Regions from separate parts of the Macaca mulatta genome. Here region 2 is linked to region 1. A link is a contact called in public Hi-C data. All regions are on one chromosome and are shown on one strand. The core of a region is the stretch at or near the end of the contact, and the rest is flanking DNA. Distances in the headings are between cores, read along the strand shown. Region 1 holds the start of SEC22A (SEC22 homolog A, vesicle trafficking protein). Region 2 overlaps SEMA5B (semaphorin 5B).

The links. Hi-C and Micro-C count contacts between places; a contact is called where the count stands out from the background.
Region 2: a contact with region 1 is called in a Hi-C map of fetal cortex germinal zone, with 1.7 times the contacts expected there. The contact joins the enhancer-like site here to the promoter of SEC22A in region 1. A contact is called at or near these places in 2 of 14 Hi-C or Micro-C datasets (fetal cortex germinal zone and liver).

What each region holds. Positions count from the first base shown.
Region 1 is chr2:160,564,751-160,569,055 of T2T-MMU8v2.0, forward strand. SEC22A (SEC22 homolog A, vesicle trafficking protein) reads right to left here and starts at 2,035. Exons shown (of 8, transcript NM_001194575.3): 1 at 1,907-2,035.
Region 2 is chr2:160,839,283-160,842,979 of T2T-MMU8v2.0, forward strand. All of the region lies in intron 4 of SEMA5B (semaphorin 5B), which reads left to right. Among named protein-coding and RNA genes, the nearest start is that of SEMA5B, 93 kb to the left of the region's middle. Within about 2 kb of position 2,064, at least 4 of the 40 cell types and tissues checked have an H3K27ac peak or open chromatin away from gene starts, as enhancers often do. A contact at or near this core is called in fetal cortex germinal zone, where this site is marked.

The DNA of each region.
Region 1 (4,305 bases), core at 785-3,284:
TTGGACAGAAAGCTATACTACTTGTGATACACAGGGAGGGTGGGGGATAGATTGGGTGATAAAGAGGATGGAATTTCTGTCATTTTGCCTATGCCCTCTACCTCACTAGCAGTGTGTGACATTCCTATTATGGGTGCTTACACTGCACAGTATGTATAAGACCTCAGACTTCACAACAGATTTTACCCACATCTAGGACAGGGCCCCCAATACATGCTCAAATGTGTCAATTCCAACACTTGTATAGTGCCACATAGTTCACAGTTGGGTAGGTAGAACTGCCAATTTACAGATGAGGAAACTGAGGCTTACTTTCTCAACGTCACACTGCTAGTATATAGCAGAACTGGTACTTCAGTCTAAGTTTCTAGTATCTACACACTACTATGCTTCATCAGTCTACCAAAACCAACAAGAGATAAGAAACCAGGGATATAGAAACTCCTATTCACTTGCTGCCTGGGTTCTAATCCTGGCTCCACCATGTAGCAGACATGTAAATTTGGGCAAGCTTTGCCTTTCTACATCTATACATTATGGCTACTAACAGTATCTATCTCATAGGCTTATTTTAAAGATGCCAATAGTATCTATCTCATAGGATCATGTAAAGCGCCTGAAACACTGCCTTGTAACATACTAAAAGCACTATATTAAATATTTGCTATATTATTTATTGATTACTCTCCATGGACCACGCACTTTATACACATTACCTCATTTAAGCCTTCCAAAAACCTGTGAAGTAGGTATTATTAGTTCCATTTTACCTTTGAGGAAATTCAAGCCCAGAAAGCTTAAGGAATTTTTTTAATCCCTAAACTAGTACGTGACAAAGTAGGGATTTAAACTCAGACCCAACTCTAACAACTCTGTGAGACACTCAAGGAAGGTCACAGGCACCCCTGTGATACCTGGGCCTCTTTCATAGACCAACATAAGATATACTTCGATTTTAACCAGTTGCACGCACACACACACAAAAAGGCACTAAACAGATGTGATGGTTTTCAACATAGGAAATACCCGAATGTCCCATTACTTTAGGATACGGTCACAGGTGTCAGAATCAAATACTGAAGGAACCTTAATATGCCAGAAATTGTAGGTACCGTTTAAGGCACCGCCTGATTCCTTCCGATCTTAGCATGTAAGCAAATATCAATAACATGAAAAGTGATTCAGAGTTTGAAAAGTGGCTGTTCCCCTGACTGAAGTTCCCAACATCTCCAGTCTGGTGGCTGACATTTTTGCTCTGGGCTAGGCTTTGCCTTGGCTGAATAGGCCCAGGAGGGACTGGTTCTCAAGCTAGCCCCCTGCCCCAGGTGGATGACCCAGGAAACTAAGCAGCAGGAGAAAAATTATCTTAAGCTGTCTTCACTGGCAGAGAGATTCAGGACAGCTGGGGCTTGTCCTTTTCTTTCGGAAGCCTCCTCCACTTGTTGAGCCAATTGCTCAGGTCTCCCTTCTGCCACATCGTTCCCAAAGTGACTCTTGAGGCAGGGTCTCAAGAGGTTTCCGTGAGCCAACACGGGCAAATATCTGGGTTCAGTGCTCACTCCATCCCCGCAAGACGTAAAGTAAGACACTGGTTCAAGTCCCATTCTGCCTAACAGAAATAGGAAATACCACCTCAAGCTCCCGCGGGCCACCTACACAGGTAGATCACCGTGTTTCTGACAACTGGGCGCCAGGGAATCCCTACCAACCTACTGACAGCCAAGTGCGACTGTCCCTCCCCTTTAGACACTCCTTCCCTGGCTGCCCAATACCCCAGGCGGCTCAGACGAGGCGCAACGGCCGCCCGCGTGGCCCCAGAGAAACCTCAAGTCGAAGTGGACGGGGTCCCTGCTTGCCCGTCCCTCCAGAGCTCCGCGGCCCCGGCTCCCACCCCAAAGGCACGGACTTGGCTCCTGCCCGTCGGGTAGGTCTTCAGTCCCGAGGGCGAAGACCGAGGCTGTCGCGGGAGGCAGGGAGAGGGAGGGGAGAGGCCGGCAGGGGTTCGAACGACCCCTAAGAAGGGAAGAAGAGGACTGGGAGGGGCCGGGTAGTACCTGTCGAGACGGGACCCGCCGCTCCGAGTGACGCACCCCGCAGTGCATTGTGGGGCCTGGGAGGGGCCTTTCGGCGGGGCTGCGCCGCGTCCAACGTGGCTCGCGCCCGCGGAATCAAACCACGCCCCCGTTCCCTCGGCTCGCCCAGGCCAATCGGATTCTGCAGGAAGGACACAACAACCCGCCCGATCCCAGGACCCGCCTTAGTCCCACCCGCTCCAGGAGAGATTGGCAGCGTCTCTCGCACCTGCGCCAGAAAAGTACAGTCCTCTGATGACAGAACTACGTTGACTTTAGAAATAGGGCCAATCCCCTCCGCTCGCCGCCCTGTATCTGCAGGCATTTTGTCTTTCACACGCGGCCCCTACAGCAGACACTTATAAAGGGGACAGGGAGAAAAGCCCCCTGTGGGTGAGCAAGGAGAGGACCTGGCCCCGTCTATACCCACACACAAGAAGGAAACAAACTATGGCAGAGAAGTGCCAGATGCCGACCCCTTGACCCCTTCCAGCTTTCGCATCGGTCATGCGTTATTAAACAGGCATTTACTGGCTGTTTACCATGTGCCAAGCACCGTGTTAAACGCGGGGTTACAGGAGTGGACATAACACTTGATGGAATTTAAGACGTAATTGGAGCAAAAGATATGAAAGCATAAATAGTTACAGAATTATAAATTGTGATCAGTACTGGGAGGGAAAATTAGTGGGTGCAATGATGAATTAATTTTGGACTGTCAGGAAAGAGACTTCTGAATAAGTGCCTTTTAAGCTGCAGGCATATTAAAGAACCTTAGAGAATGTTCCCCGTCAAGGAACTATTATGTGTGAGGTTGTTGGGGCATGAAAGAACTTCTTGTGCTCTAGGAAGTAAAAGGAAGTCAGTGTGGATGGAGTGTAGGGAGCAAGGAGAAACTTCCAAAATACAGCCTGAAATCTGTAATGTGGCCAATAAGAGCCAGCATGGTCTGGCCCTTGTCTCATCTCAGCCCAAGGTCAATGGGCAACTAATAAAGACTATTAAGTAGGATCCTATTTGCATATTTAAGAATCACTCAGGCTGTTTGTGGAGAATAGTTCGGAAGAGGGCAAGAAAGGCTGCTGGAAGGCCATTTGGAGGCAGTTGCATCAGGCAAAGCCAGAAATGATGGCTTGAACTAGTATAATGGGAGTTAGAGACAGAAAGAGGTAGATAATTTCAAGATATGTATAAATTAGAGATGGTATCCAAGGGACTTAATAACAGATTGGTTTGCCGGGAAGGGTCAAGAAAGAGGAATATTAAGGATGACTCCTTAAGTAACTAGATGGATTAAGAAGCCATTTACTGATTCACAGAACACAGGAGGAGGAGCAAATGGCTTGGAATATGTTAAATTTGAAATGTCTATAAATAGAGATGTCAAGTAGATTTGGATATGTAGGTCTAAAGTTCAGAAGAAAGGCCTGAACTAACATAGATTTGGTCCTAGATATATACTCAACATAAATGTATTCATATATTCACCGGAAAACATATGTATAAGAATGTTCATGAAATGAATAAATTTTAGAATATTCTCATCTGGCGCTATGGCTCATGCCTGTAATCCCAGCACTGTGGGAGGTCGAGGGGGGTGGATCACTTGAGGTCAGGAGTTCGAGACCAGCCTAGTCAACATGGTGAATCCCTGTCTCAACTAAAATACAAAACAATTAGCCAGGCGTGGTGGTGGGCATCTGTAATCCCACCTACTTGGGAGGCTGAGGTAGGAGAATTGCTTAAACTGGGAGGCAGAGGTTGCAGTGAGCCAAGATCACACCACTGAACTCCAGCCTAGGCAACAGAGCAAGACTCCATCTCAAAAAAAAAAAAAAAAAAAAAAAATTCACATAATAGAATACTATATAGGAAGGACAATAATCTACAACTATATGCAAAGCATGCATGAATTTTACAATCACAAAAATTGAGTGAAATAAGTCAGACACAAAAAATGATTACTATATTACTCCATTTACATAATGTTCAAAATAAGAACTCATATAAGGTAATAGAAGTAAAATATTGGTTACCCTTAGGTAACCAATTAGTTACAATTATTAGTGTTAATAATTAGAAAGGAGCAATAAGGGATTACTGGAGTTCTAGTAATGTTCTTATTGATCCAGGTGTTGATTACATGGTGTTTTCAATTAATGAAAATTCACTGGACTAGATATGATGGCTCACACCTGTAATCCCAGCACAGCACTTTGGGAGGCTGAGGAGG
Region 2 (3,697 bases), core at 814-3,313, 270 kb after region 1:
ATATGAGAAGTGACTAACCTAATCGGAAGTTAGAACCTAATCATGTGCTGGGCTGTTTGTATAGAGTTTCACTGCCACAGGGGAGACTTTCTTGGGGAGCTGGTATGACATTCTGGTCACACCTGGGTCCACACACCCAGGGGCGTTGCAGCTCTTGGCTGGTTGCTAGAGGGGAGGTATAAGGAAGCAAATGTGTGCCCAATGGAAGGGAAGGGTTGGGAGGAACTAGGGCAAATTGAAAGAAAATGCCATTCATTTGTCCATCTGTCCTTCTATCTGTCCATCTGTCCTTCTATCCATACCTTTACTAGCCAGCCTGCCCATCCATCCATCCATCCATCAATTCACCCACCCAATAAACATTTGTCGAATAACTACTGAAGGCCAGTCTCATCCTAGGCATGGTACAAGGCATTTGAGTTCCAAAGTGAATCAGGCCCGGTACCTTGCCGCAAGGAATATGCACATAAGAGATCACATATGATTCCCTTGAGGGGCTGTGCAGTGTATTCCTGGGATCTGGGCTGGAGCGAGGCAGGGGAAGTTCCCCAGAAGCAGCATCTTGTGGCCTGTCAGCTCAGTCACAGGCAGCCAGTCCAGAGCCTAGTTTCCAATTGGCAGGAAAGTAAGCCAAGATGCCAAACCCAGCAGGTCGGGGCCTGGGGGAAGCCAGTGCAGAGGAGGTTCAAAGTGGGCGGGAGGAAGTGGACCCAGGGGTCCCACCCTGAGCTCCAGGCAGCTGGCTTTTTATTTGGTTCCTGTGGTGTGCAGATGAAGGCCTTCTGGGAGTGTAATGTGGCTGAAGGGAGGAAGAGAAATAGATACACAGAAATAAAAGCAAGGCTGTTAAGACTCTGCGCCTGATGACTGAATTCTGGGGTTTGGTTCATCCAGGTCAGTGTTGACCCTGGTGTCAGCCTGGGGCAGGTATCTTATGGCAGCCCATAGCTCAGGCTTGGAGCAGGGTCTCAGCTCCAAGGGCATTCCCTGAAGGGCCCTACAGACAAGCCCCCAAAGTGCCAGGAACTGGCTTGACCACCTTTCCCAGCGTGTCTCTGAGGGGCCTGACCTCAGTATTTCAGGCTGGATTCACTGTGACAGAACTAAGGAAATAAATACATTTTATGTCCACATTCCCACCCTGGTGTGTGCCATCTGTCCACAGAGGGGAGAGAACAAGCAAGAGGTTGGGGCGGGCCGTCCAGCGTCCCCTGGAGCAGACCTTGGCCTCTGGTCTTCAGTGCCCGGTCCTCCTGTCTGTTGTCTGGTGAGGAAGCCCCAACTTGTAACTCTCAAAGTCTGACTTCAGGGGTTGTCCTGCCAGTGCCTTCTCCGGGGGCTTTGGGTCCCTGGTTATAAGCTTTCAGTTCTCAGTGTCTGCTGTCACCAGCAACCAAGTGCTGAAAATGATCTGCACCACTTCGCTGACAGGGGCGGCTAGGCCAGGGTTCCCCAGCCCAGCTTCCTCTACTCTCCCTGTGGCCTGGGGCTACACTTGGGTTAAAACTCCCCATTAAAGAGCCAACTGATTCTCCCACTTGGCCCCAGGGCATGATTTAAGCAAACTTAAAACTCAGTGCTTTATTGATAGTTTAAATAATTAACATTCCGTAAAGAAAAATCTAAATGTAAACAGTTTTTGCAAACCAGTATCCATTAAGGGACTTCTAAGTACCTAACCCCTATTAAACAATTTATGTAAACCTCTCTTCCTTAAAGAAAATTGAATGCCCAGCTCCTTCCCAATCCTCCAAGCTCTGAAGTAGGGAAGAGGTGCAGCTAGGAGCAGATGGGGCAGTGTGTGTGTTGGGGATGGAGGAGTAGGGGGAAATCAAATCAGCTCACCTGTATGGTTATTTATCAGTCTAACTTAATGAACTGGTACCGGGAAAGAAAAGGAGGCCAGTGATCGACAGCGTCCCCGGGCTGCTGAGAGGACCAGCATGATGAGCTGTCTTGGAGTTGGCAATTAGGAGCTCGTGAGCGACCTTTGCCAGAACAGTTCCATGGGACGACCTGGCTGGAGGCCTAATTGCAACAGATTTATGATCTTGGTTTGCCAGATATCCTGCGAGGCAGAAACGAGGACTGTTCTGCACATATGCGTCAGGACGCACAACGGGGCTTTGTTCGGGCCTGGGCAGACATGGAGCGCAGTGCCTGAGCTCTCTTCCAGTTTATCTCCACGTCCTCCAAGCTCAAATCTGGCAGCCCTGGAGTGGTTTGAAGTTTAAACTCCACTGAGCAGTGGACTTAATGCTCCAAAAATGCATAGACACTCAGCCATTGTCCCTGGCCCCCAAGTGTCCGTGGGAGTTGCTGAGTTTACAGGGAGATGATCCACGTCTCTGAGTGTCGCCTGCTTCCTCTCACAGCATGAAAACCACAGAGCTACTGTTACTAGAGATCATTCTGGAATTTCTGGGACAGCCCTTGTTTAAAGCACTCTGTGTTCCAGATTGATCAGACACATCTCTCTCCACCCCTTCACAAAACTCCACTAAAAAGAGTGAGAAATTTTAAAGGGTGCACATTCACAACAACAGAGAGAATGAAAAAGATGTCAGTGAAGAGGAGATTATGCATTCTGGGGCAATGGAAAGTGGTCAGAGGCTGGGCACAGTGGCTCACGCCTGTAATCCCAGCACTCCGGGAGCCCGAGGCGGGCGGATCACCTGAGGTTAGTAGTTCAAGACCAGCCTGGCCAACATGGTGAAGCCCCATCTCTACAAAATTAGCTGGGCATGGTGGTGGGTACCTGTAATCCCAGCTACTTGGGAGGCTGAGGCTACTCAGGAATCACTTGAACCCGAGAGGTGGAGGTTGCAGTGAGCAGGGATGGCACCACTGCACCCCAGCCTGGGCAACAAAGTGAGACGCTGTCAAAAAGAAAGAAGGAAGGAAGGAAGGGAGGGAGGGAGGGAGGGGAAAGAAAGAAAGAAGAAAGAGAGAAAGAGAGAAAGAAAGAAAGAAGAAAGAAGGAAGGAAAGAAAGAAAGAAAGAAAGAGAAAGAGAGAGAGAAAAGGAAGAAAAGGAGGAAAGAAAAGTAGATAGAGCAGATTGGCTTGCAGAGGGGATGCAGTGGACAGGCAGCTGACTCCTCAGAAGGGCCCCAAAATTGGGTGTCCCATATTGTGTGATGTGAAGATGAGGTACAAGGATAAAAGGGATGATTGATTGAAATTCTCTAAATTAAAGGGTTGGGACCCAGGTCTCCTATCCCATCCCAAACAGCAATCCCTTCTTCCATCTTCTCCCTCCCTCCAAGAAAGGAAACCAAGACCCTTTCTCCAAACATTCAACTGGAAACGCCCTATATTTAGGGACTCCTAAAGGGCACTGATGGTGTGTGATCAAACGAAAGTCTACTTCCTCCTCCCACCCCCTGCTCCCCCAGCCCCACTTCCAGGCAGGAGACTGAGGGAGTCTTTGCTGGAAAAACTCAATGACTCCAGAGACCAGACTTTTAGAATATGACATAGAGGGTCTCCCAGTGAAAAAGGCTCCTCACCCAGCACCCTAGGAGAAGCCCACCAGTCTCTATGAGCCCTCCCATGGAGTTTCCAGTGAGCTGGTTAGTACTTTTACTCTTAAGGCAAACAAACAAAGATGCTTTTTTATCATGTAATTTCATACACACACAAAAGCAAAGAGAATTGTACATGAACCCTGTGTATTCAACAGCACTTAAAAGCTT